Regions from separate parts of the Columba livia genome. Here region 2 is linked to region 1. The links are chromatin contacts, called in public Hi-C maps. All regions are on one chromosome and are shown on one strand. Each heading gives the region's core, a stretch centred on a gene start, on an enhancer-like site or on the middle of the called end of the contact. The rest is flanking DNA. Distances are from core to core; before and after follow the strand shown. Region 1 overlaps PLXNA4 (plexin A4). Region 2 holds the start of PLXNA4 (plexin A4).

The links. Hi-C and Micro-C count contacts between places; a contact is called where the count stands out from the background.
Region 2: a Hi-C map of liver shows a contact between it and region 1, with 8 times the contacts expected there. The contact joins the promoter of PLXNA4 here to the enhancer-like site in region 1. A contact is called at or near these places in 2 of 2 Hi-C or Micro-C datasets (crop and liver).

Annotation. Positions count from the first base shown.
Region 1 is chr1:208,939,311-208,944,796 of bColLiv1.pat.W.v2, reverse strand. The region is part of intron 3 of PLXNA4 (plexin A4); the gene reads left to right. Among named protein-coding and RNA genes, the nearest start is that of PLXNA4, 230 kb to the left of the region's middle. Within about 2 kb of position 3,001, at least 1 of the 3 cell types and tissues checked has an H3K27ac peak away from gene starts, as active enhancers do.
Region 2 is chr1:209,166,658-209,172,143 of bColLiv1.pat.W.v2, reverse strand. It overlaps PLXNA4 (plexin A4), which reads left to right and starts at 2,856. Exons shown (of 32, transcript XM_065049321.1): 1 at 2,856-3,087.

The DNA.
Region 1 (5,486 bases), core at 1,752-4,251:
CTATGATTTTATGTTTCTATGAAAAAGTATTGAAAAGGGAGAAATAGTGTGGGGAGGGAGATCCCCAAGGGGAACCTAACAGAGCTTCCCTGGGCAAGGCACTTGCATATAGATGAAGCAGAAACTCAAAGAGAATTTATGGACAGACCAAATGTTTTTTAAAAGGCACTGTCAAAATACCTTCTAACCAAGCACAGTATAACAGTTGATGTTGAACAGTGCAGCAAGGAACTTGTCTATAACCAGGTTCTTCCATGTTCTTTCACGGCTGATTAATGTGCTTTTGCACCTGAAGTTTTGCTTTTAGCTGCCTGTGGTGTCTTATTTTCAACCACAAAGTGCAGGTACCAGGGTCATGGAGCCTGAGAATGGGTTTAAATATGTTAAAACTGACCCCATTTGGACTCAAAGACTCATGAGCTACAGATGAGCCCATATGGTTTCATAGGCCAAATTCCAACACTATGGAGCTGACTACACCCTTCATATATATAAATAAGCTGTCTCAGCACCGGCCACAAGCTATTAATGGTTGAAGCTTAACACAGTCAAGGTGTAGGTGATTTTAGAGAGTGCAGAGTATATGACACAACTTCACTGGGTAAAGGTGTGCACTCAACATGAGTTTGTCTGGGCAGTCTCTGAGTACTCCTATCACTCCTAGCTGATTGACAGATTCTTTTTACTCTTGATATACTGCAAACTGGCCACCTTGCTATACTGCAACAGTGTGATGTAATTGGGAAATCATGAATTCATGGGAAGATCCAGCTCAGACAAGGCATGTGTTCATGTAACAGAGATGGTGGTTGCAAATCCTTTGTTTCCTACTGTCACCTCTGCACTAGCGGCAAGCTCTAGTAGCTCTTACCTAAAACCTGCCCAGTGGCCCATTTTCTGCTTATCTAAAAGAAGAGACAGCTTTATATCTGCAGCTTTTCTAGCTCTGCAGAAGTTGGCTCATGATTGTGCAATAGCATGGCGTCTCAAGATAGACGGTGATCAAGGTGCAGTTCTCTAACCCTCTTCTTGTGTTATGACACGTTGAGCAAATAAACACTGCCCGCAAAATCAAGCATTTCTGTAATAAACCATCCACACATCTTTTCCCACAATCACGGCCAGGAAAGGGTGGATGGTCCATCTGTGAGAGATGTCAGACAGTCACTCAGGCTGAAATTTGTCTCACCTAATGCCAGTCATCAGCACTGAATCAAAATGAGTTGCCGTTTATAGATAATGGAGAGAGACTGGCATCTCCAGAAAGCAATTCACTCCATCTGCCTCAGACAGCTATTCAGGATGGCACAAAACGCCCCGTGGTGAAACCTGTCTCTTTCTATTGACTAGAGGGGAAGCCTGGCTGATTCATTAAGTGAGATTTCTAATTTTTGGGAGGACCATGTTAAACAAGATGAATCCCACGTTTAGTGCATGCCTGGAAGGCACGCAGGTGACTGGTGACAGCAAGACATCTCTGGAGCCAGACACAGCGGGGCTGCTTGGTCCTCATCCATTTGTTTTCAGGTTGGTTTAGTTTGCTCCTCCCAAGTCTTTGCATCCTGGAATATCCTGCTTTGAGCTGAGTTACTAGAAGTGTCACCTCGTTCTGTCATGAGCTGGGGAATAGATGGGAACAGTGTTGTGAGAAACACGGGATCTGAAGGACTACTCCCAAGTCACTCCATCCTCATAGAATCATAGAATAGTTTGCATTGAAAGGGACCTTCCAAGCTCATCCAGTGCCCCCCCTGCCATGAGCAGGGACATCTTCACCAGCTCAGGTTGCTCAGAGCCCCGTCCAGCCTGGCCTGGGATGCCTCCAGGGATGGTTCATCCACCACCTCTCTGGCCAACCTGGGCCAGGCTCTCACCACCCTCAGTGTAAAAAATTTCTTCCTCATGTCTAGCCTGAATATGCCCTTTTTTGGTTTAAAACCATCACCCCTTGTGCTATCACAACAGGCTCTGCTAAAAAGTCTGTCCCCATCTTTCTTATTGGCTCCTTTTAAACACTGAAAGGCCACAATGTGGTGTCCTCCGAGCCTTCTCCAGGCTGAAAACACAGCTCATCAACAGAGCTCCTTCTCCGTGCTGCTCAGATTTTGCAAGGGAGGGAGATTACCCTGTTCCCATTTTACAGATGGGACACTTGAGGCACAAAATAAGATAAGGGACAGCAAAGGCCACTCGTAGGACTGGCACAGGACTTAACCCCTGTACCTCCTGATGCTCCTCTCAGACCCCAGGGGCTGTGTCTGGCTGTGAACATGGACTTGTGGCTTCTCACTGCTGTTTCCCTCCCTGGATAAAGCTGGAAAGTCAAAGGGGATTTTTTAACTCATAGCTGAGACATGGCAAAGCTCTTTGTTTCTGCTCAGGAACACACAAATAATGCACTGATGAGGCTATAAAGGTGATGTCTGGGGTCTGAATTGGCTGTCCGAAATCCCAATGGAGTCCCCTTACTTATATTTCCCAGGAGTTGCCTTCAGACCTTCAGAGAGACAGGAATTTGGGAATTCAGCTCATCTCGTTGTCACTCCTGTCACCTTTGGGGTTTTTTCCTCTCCCAGACCCCCAGGTGCCACTCAAACCTATCCTGTGCCCAGACATGCCACCAGCTCATGGATCATTTGGGATAATTTATCCACTGGGGAAGAACTGACATAACCTGCCCTGAAATCATGAAGCCCCATTCCAGTGTGTTAGGGGCTCGGAGCAAATCCTTTGCTCACTGGAAACTCTGATGGGGGGACAAGGCAGTATATGTTCCACCCCAAAGCATTGCTCTAGAGCTGGGGTGTCTCAGGGAGTTAGGATTCCTATAGGGAACCCACTCCATAAAGCTGCTGACACCCTGTGGCTGTCGAGGAGAAATGCAGGGACTTCCACCAAAGCATTGGGCAAATTTGAGTTTAAAACAAATGTGCTTCCAGGAAAAAGAAAAAAAGCGACTGTTCTCAGAAGAAAAAAAATAAAGGAAAAATAAATCCCCCAGATGCTTCCCAGCTGTGCCTTTTAGTGCTACTGCAGGGACAAAGGTGGCAGCTGGCTGCTTGTGGCTGTCTCTGTTCTGCTCCCAAGGCCACGGGCCAAGGGCAAGAAGCTTTGAAGGGCTCCCAGTTTAGGGGATGGGAGGGAGAAGGCAACTGCAAATAAAGATATAGGACACGGTCACATCCTCCCCAAAAATACCCAACTTAAACTCTTTCTCCTTCCTGTTCCGTATCCCTCCTCTCATTGTTTGTTTGCCACCAGCTGCCAAGATTCTTCCACGCAGAATAATATTTTCCCCACTGTATTTTCTTTCTAAACTGCTGAGAGATCTGTGTACAAACACAAGTTTCTCCCTTTTATAAGCAACCACTTAGTCCTCCTCCAAGAGATCATAACAAAAGCAGAAAACTTAAAAACAAAATAAGAAAAAGGAAAGGCATAACCACCTCTACTCTGCTTCTCACCACAAAGGGGTAGGAGGGGAGTTGTTGGCCCAGGACAAAATTAGCAATGTAATAAGCTTTAGTTTCAGCCTTTGAAGATGAGAGAAGAAGCAGTCGATTGTCATAAAGGGAGCAGACATGTCTCTTGAAACCACAAAGCCTGCAAAGATAGCCTGGAGTCCCAAAAATAAAGGCTTCACACTGCCTTCTTTTGTCACTCCCGGACAGAAATAGTAGTCCAGTGGGAACCATTCCGGCCATGATGAGAAGCACCAGTCTGCTCCGATGGATGCAGCTGGGCCCAGAAGGGTACTGGCGGTGGGAGGAGGTCGGTTCATGGCTCCTGGGGCAGCTGGTCAGGCTCTGGTCTCCATCACCGGGACTGGCATCGCCTGCAGAGGCGAGTCCTCCATTGGGGACATGGTTCTTTCCTCCTGGTATGGAAATGAAGCACCTGAGCCAACGTTGGATTGCTCCCCATGGCCCGTTTTGTAGCCTGTCCTTTGTCTCACCCCGTTTTAAACTTCCCAAGGCGGGCTGGAGGGCTCAGGCTGAGCTCAGGGCTGTGAATGATGCCGGTGACCCAGGAGGCTCCATTGTGGGGTTTTATGGCACATCCATCTCTGCGTGATGGAGTTGTACCTCCTGCATCCCTTAGGGATGTGCCTCCCTCTTTGGGACAGCTGGGAGTCCACTTTCCTTGCTGCAAACCTCTCTGAGAGTGCTAAAATCCAGTGCTTGGGGTTTCATGGTGCAGGACCCAGCCAAAAAAGGGCTGAATGAAACCACCAGCTAGTGAGGGATGCCCTTTCAGATGGCCCTGGGGCTGGCATGGGGACAGTGGGTGGCACCAGGGACAGTGGGTGGCAGTGGGACAACTACTGCAGCTGCGCCATCTGCTGCACACGCAGAGAAGCTTCGGCCAAAACTGAGCGTTTTGGACTAGAAGTGACCAAAAATAATAGGCAGCCAGTTCCCAACCCCCTTCGCTTTCCCCCTTTTTTGGGCTAGATGTGCAGGCATAGCCGCTCACCTCTTCTGCCTTTTGCACCATCTCCCATGGACCAAGGAAACTTTAAATGCAACTTGATAAGCGTTGTTTAATTAACTATTAAAAAGTCTTTTTTTCTCCCATTCTGTCTTATGAGGGGGGTTTGCAGAGAGACAATAAAACAAGTGAGCTCCAGGCACTTATAAATCTGTTTTCCCAAGGGCTCTGTGAAGCATCCTCAAGGGAGTGTGAAGAACTGAGAACGTGAGGTTACTGTGTTTTGTCTCAGTTTCATAAAACTGATCTAATTTCACCCCAACAAAACCTTGAAAACATGGAAAGCTTTCCCTCAAATGGAGATCAGGCTTTGGGAAAGACTGAGAAAACAGCAATTCCAGTAAGAGGTCTGTTTTCAAGCAAATCCTTAGTACTGCAGATGTTTCAAACTGTTGTTTGGATGAAGTGTGTACCTTGAAATGCGTGAGATTTTGCGTATTATATCTCCCTTATTTGGAATTTCACTAAATAACACCCCAAACTTTGAGAATATGAAACACCAGTACTAGCCACTCTGGCAGGACTTCAAGGAAAAGCAGTTGCTCCTACTCTGGAGATTTAGGGTCCTGTTTCTTTTCTTGCAGTCAACAGTTCACAATAGTTCCTCTAGAATCCCTAATGCTGTTGGTGTGTAAATCTGGAGTAACCTCATTGAATCACTCCGGCATGAAGCTGGGGGTAATGACAGAAACAAATGGTTGCTCTTAGGAGTGATTCTACTGAAGCCTGAACCATTGCTTCTGTGAAAAGGGAGGTTCAGCTCTTACATCCCTCATCGTTCAACTAGTCTACACTCACCTGGGGTTTCTTGGGTAGGGCCCTGCTAGGAGAGACAACCTGTGCAAGGACAAAGCCGGGAGACCCGTGTGAATGGCAAGGAAGACCAGCACAGATGAAAGGAGTAATTATCCATCTCAATACCCTCCCTCCCAAGCAACCCTTGGCAGGTATATCTGATCCCTGAGTCTTTTGTGTCATGACTGGCACTTGCTGTA
Region 2 (5,486 bases), core at 1,607-4,106, 230 kb before region 1:
CTTCCCAGATGATGCTGAGAGCAGCTTTGGTGCTGTTTGGTGCTGAGCCCCGGTGGGTTTTCCCCTAGGGGTGGAGTAGTGGGGGTGCCCAGCACCTCTCCAGAGTGACCCGTGATCTCTGCTGTCACCGCAGCCAGGGGCAAAATATCCACTTGATGACAACAGGGTGAGCCAGGGCCCTCCTTGTCCTTGGGCCCTTTTACTGCAGTTATTCACAGGTCAGGGGAGGTCACTTGGGTTTTTCAGCCCTAACCCTTTTCCGCCCCCGCTGCCTAGTTCACGAAAAGGCCTATAAATAAAGTCTCATTTGTCACTGACTCCTTTATGAACCCAAACAGTGCGGGGATATATTGACTCACGCCATTGTCTTAAGAAGCAGAAGGAATTCGGATTAATTTCTTCCTCCCTGCCAGACAGAGGGAAGTAATCTCAGCGTATCCAGATTATCCCTTTTTAGCAGAACAGTCCAGTTTTAAATGCAAGACCAAATTTCCCAGAGATTTTCATATATTTTATTAAATGGAGCTGCAAGCCAGACTGGACATTAAATAATACAGTACTGCTCACAACAGCAGTGATCTTTAGAGGTTACTAACCTGCCATTGTATCTCTCAGATTTCCGTCTCGCTCTTCCGTTGTCATTTTGCTGTGTTATTACTCTTCAGGCTTCGCATAGTATTCATTTCTCTGAATGAAAACAAATGACTCCTTGCAAGAGGCAGGAGATAAAGAATAATAAATACATTTTATGCACCACCTTAAGAAAGGGCTCCGAATCCCCATCCATCCATCAGGAAATGTAAACCAGAGCTCAGGCAAAACACACACGTGCACACAGGCACGCGCCGAGGAGATAAAACTTGTTTTAAGGAAAACATGATATTGTTGAAAAATAAATATCTTGAAGCATGCAAATAGGCAGCCCCCGGCCCCTGTGTTTTGTGGCATAAATTTAAGATAATTAAAAATACAAAGCTTGGGATTAAGCCTGTTTTTTTCTGTGAATGGTAGAGGCTGTGGGGAGGAGGGGGAGTCCTGCTGTGCTTGGTGCTGTATAACATCCCTCCCGAGAGGAAATCCCTGCCTGTGATTGTGGCTATTGCTCATTTTGAGAGGTGGGACCCCCGTTACCAGCCTCTGTCTGCATCCCTGCTGGATGCCTTCATCTTGTGTGGGATAGGGAGAAGCCGCAGGATCACCTCCAGGGTTTTCCCCTCTCTGCCCTGATGTGAGGATGGCCAACACCCCTGGAAGCAGAGGAGGTCTCCCCAGTTGCTTTCCCACATGTCTGTGAGGTGCCCATCCCCGTGGCATCAGGGCTCCCCCATCTCTACAGGGAAGCAGCCCTGTTGCTACGTGCGGCTATGGACACCCCGAGAGCATCGCTTGTTCCTTCCCACCATCTGCTGTCTGATCTGCTCGCCGCTCCAACAGAGCCCAGATATTATCTGCAGAGTTCAGTTCTCTGCAAGGGGAGAACCAACTTCCACAGCAGTGTCTGCTCTGTGGGGCAACCCGGCCAGCCAGGCCGGCAACCTGCCGGACACAAAACTCAGGCCGTAAGCACTAATAGCTTTGAAAAAAAAAATAAAATACTATTATTCCTACGGCTGCCAGGAATTAAATGAAGACCCAGAGAGCAGAGCAGCTTGCAGCCACTCTCTAGGATTGCTGCTCACCCAAGCTGAGAGATTGATCTTCCTCCGAGCCTCCCCATGCCCTCTCTGATCTGCTCCCCTCCTCGTTTTGTCCCAGCCGGAGGAGAGCGGTAGGGCACACGCTGGAGAGGGAAAAGGGAGGCAGATGCCAGCTAGAGCTGCGATGTCGGGAAGGGTTTTCCTGGGGAGGCAATGGAGGGAGCCGGCAAGATGCTTTCGATTCCTTGATTTTCTTATTTTTTTTTTTTTTAGGAGGTGGGGGCAGCGACATTTCCAAATTAGCCCAATCAGGCTGGAGATCCTAGGTGTCAGTAGTGAGTAGGAGCGAGGGAAGGCACCCGGAGGAGAAATCAAGGCAGCAGCCGGAGTTGCAGCCGTGGGAGAGTGGCTGCGGCGGCGCTCGCAGCCCCGGGCGCTCTCGGAGGCGGCGGCTCCGTCCCCATCCCCATCCCCGTCCCCATTCCCATCCTCTGCAAACTTTGGGACGACGAAAAGCGGCTTGCGGGGGTTGCAGTCCAGACACAGCCATCGCCCCTCTCCCAGAGGTGGGTGGGCTGGTGAAAGGAGGAGCAACTGGGTACTCTGCAAAAAAAAAAAAAAAAACAACAACAACAAAAAATAAGAGGAAAGATAAAAAGAAAAGAGAGGGATTTTTATAATAGTTTCATTTTTGTATTATTATTAGTAGTATTGTCCCTCCCTGCCGTGCTGTGCTCGCGTTGCTACCGCACTTCCACACCTCTCCGGCTTTTTCGTGTTTTTTTTTTTTTTGTTATTATTTTTTGGAAAGAGGGGTGTGTGTGTGTCTGTGTGTGTATTTGCAAAAGAGCCTGGGTGTCGAAGCCCCGCTCCTCAGCCACCATTGGAGAGAGGAAGGGCTGGGGAGGAAGGGCTGGCGAGACAGCCGCAGTGCTAGCCCTCCCCGGCGGGCGGGCAGCGGCGCAGCGGCCGCGGAACAGGCGCGGAACCGTGCGCGGAACCGGGCATGGCCCCGTAGAGCATCCCCTGCCTGCACCCCGCCTGCCAGCTCGCCTGCCTGTATCTACCCCCCCTCTTTCTGATTTAGAGGCGGGGGGGGGGAAGGGCTGGGAGAGGGAGGGAAAGGGTGATTGGGGGGGGGAGTGAAAACTGGAGCTGCGTTTTCCCCCCCCCTCCGCCCCCCCCCGCTTTTCCCCCCCCCGCCGCTCTGGGCGAGCCAGACACGGTTTGCCCAGTGCAGAGAGAGAGGGGCTCCGTGTTCCGCCTCCGTGGAGTATTTGGGATTGGAGAGAGAGACACACACACACGCACACACACACACACAGAGACCATCTGCAGTGTCAATGCGGCGCCTGCTCTGAAGACTGAAGTAGGGGGAAAGGAGAGGAGAAAAATACTATATATACATATATACCAAAACCCACCCAAAGCAAGCGAGGAGCCTTCCCAGGTAAGGATCCCCCCCCGCCCCGCCCGGGCAGCGGGGGCTGGCGGGAGGATGCCCCGGAGGATGCCCCGGAGGATGTCCCGGGAGGGCCGGCGGGGCTGCAGCGGTACCTGCCCTGCACACCTGGCAGGAGTGGAGGGGAGGGGAGGGGGGGACACAGACACACCATGAGAGGTGCCCCCACCCCCCCCGCCGCTTCTCCCCACCCCGAGTGGTGGGGAGGGGGTCGGGGCTGGCGGGCAGGGACCCCCGCGGGCAGCGGGCTGTGCCGAGGGTGGCCGGGCACGGCCCCTCCGCCCCTCCCGGGCTGCCTTGGGAGGATGCTGGGGGGTTCGCAGCGGGGACCTCCGGCATTCCCTCCCCTCCTCCACATGCCCAGCGCGGAGGGGACGCGGTGCCCGGTGTCCACCCCCCCGCCCTGGGTCCTCGGTGGCTTTTTCCCCATGCACAAGGCTCAACTTTTCTCCCCGGAGGTGGCGACTCCAGCGTCGCTGCCTGTTCTTAACCACCCCCTGCCATCCCCGGCTGCGGATTTTCCTCCCCTCGGGGGGTATTTCCCCCCCCGCTCCCGTTGCTCCAGACCCTTCCCCGGGTGAGGGGCTGGAGGCATTTGCAAACTTTTCCTGCTTCCCATGAGGTTGCAGCTGGATGGGGTTGGAGGTAGAGCCCTTTTCCCGGAGAGGCTCAGTGCCTGCCGGGTGACCGATGGATGGGGACAGGGGCCACCCCGGGCGGGGAACACCTAGGAGGGAAGGGGAAACCTCCCTGTCTTTCCCTTTCCTGCAAGGTGCTGGAGAGTTTGACTGCCCAAATCCTGGCTGCAGAGTCAGCTCTGATCAACCTCCCTCCTTCCGTGCATGTGTGCGCTGCAACCGAAACCTGAGTATTGATGCTCTTCATTTATCAGACATATGCCCTTAAATTATGTAGACAGGGAGAAGTGATCTAAACACCGAGCCGCACATGGTTTTGGTGGAAATATAATACTCCGGCAGCAGATGAGTTCCTCCCAGATAAACAAACCCACTATGCTCAGCCCCAGCAGGGCTAAGTGTTGCTTGGGTTTGTAGCGGCTGCGTGTGGCTGCTGCATATCCAGCCCAGGGGAAACACTCCTCCTGGGGCCCCATCTGCTCTCTGTACTGGGAAGGGATGAAGCATTTGCTGCGCTGGATCCGGGTGTAGGACCTGCAGGACTCTCCTCCATGGAAGGTACCAGGTGGAAAGCGTGTGGCTGCGCTCCTCTTCCACAAAACTTCCATCCCGCGTCTGCTCTGCTTTGCTTTCCAGCCCTGCTGCCGAACAGCCGCGCCAGAGCGCTTGCTGGAAACGCACCTGATTTTTCATGGCTTCCCTCCGTCACCGGGATGCGAGGTTTTGGGGATAGCAAAAAGGGTTTGAAGCTTCCCAGGTCGCGGGGGTGAGCAGTGCAGAGAGGGGAGGTTTGGACAGGGATCCCCGGAGTGCCGGGTGATGCTTGTATTCCAGGGGAACAATGACGGTGTCAGGGGATTTTTACAGCCGATGCAACCGCTCGCAGCCTTCTAGGGACTTATCTTGAGCGTGCACCAGCCTTGCACAAATATTTTGGAAGGCGTAAAGCGTGCTAACTTATTTTCTTTATCTGTCCTCTGTTTCACCCGGGTCTTGTTTATAGAAGCTGGTTAAATCTGAGAGCGGGTAAGACCAGTGGAGCATGGGGTTGCTTTGCCTTTGCCGTCTCTGTGATTTTAATTACAGCGTGTGCCTCCCAGTGTGAGATTAGGTGCTTCCTCCCCCTGACTAAGCCACTGTCTTAAGGTTTTGGGGACAAAAGCAGCATTTTGCTTGTGGTTTAATTGCCTCGGGTAGTGTGTGTTTGTTTGTTTGTGTGTGGGACCCTTCACCACAGCCGGGCTTCAAGCAGTGCAACAGATGTGCGTCTGCTTTCTGTGTGCAGCCAGGTTTAAATATGCAACCCCAGCCCCATCACGAAAGCGTGGGATTTTCTTCCCTCCTCTACCCAAACCCATCCTCCATGGGGGTGTCTTCCTTTCCTAAAGCACCAGTCCGACGTTTTTTCCTTTCTGTCCCATCCTAAATATGTGGTGCTCGGTGATATCAATAAGATGCAAAATAAATGACAGCCGCATGGTCTAAGTGTTGTTTATGTCCAGACGGGTGTTTTAAAATACAGGCTGATGATCAATCACGGTGCTGTTGGGAAGCTTTTTGCTTGATGATTGTAACTGCCTTGTAGGCGCTGAAGACTGGTGTTGAATCTGTTCAGCCTGCAATCCGGCACCTGGCTAGCGGAGGGATGAGCGCTGTTGCAAATCCTAAGAGAGATGCTGAACTTCTCCACAGGGAGAGGAAATACTTGAGCCTTTCCTTGTGCATTCACCTGCCAGCATCCCTTCTCTG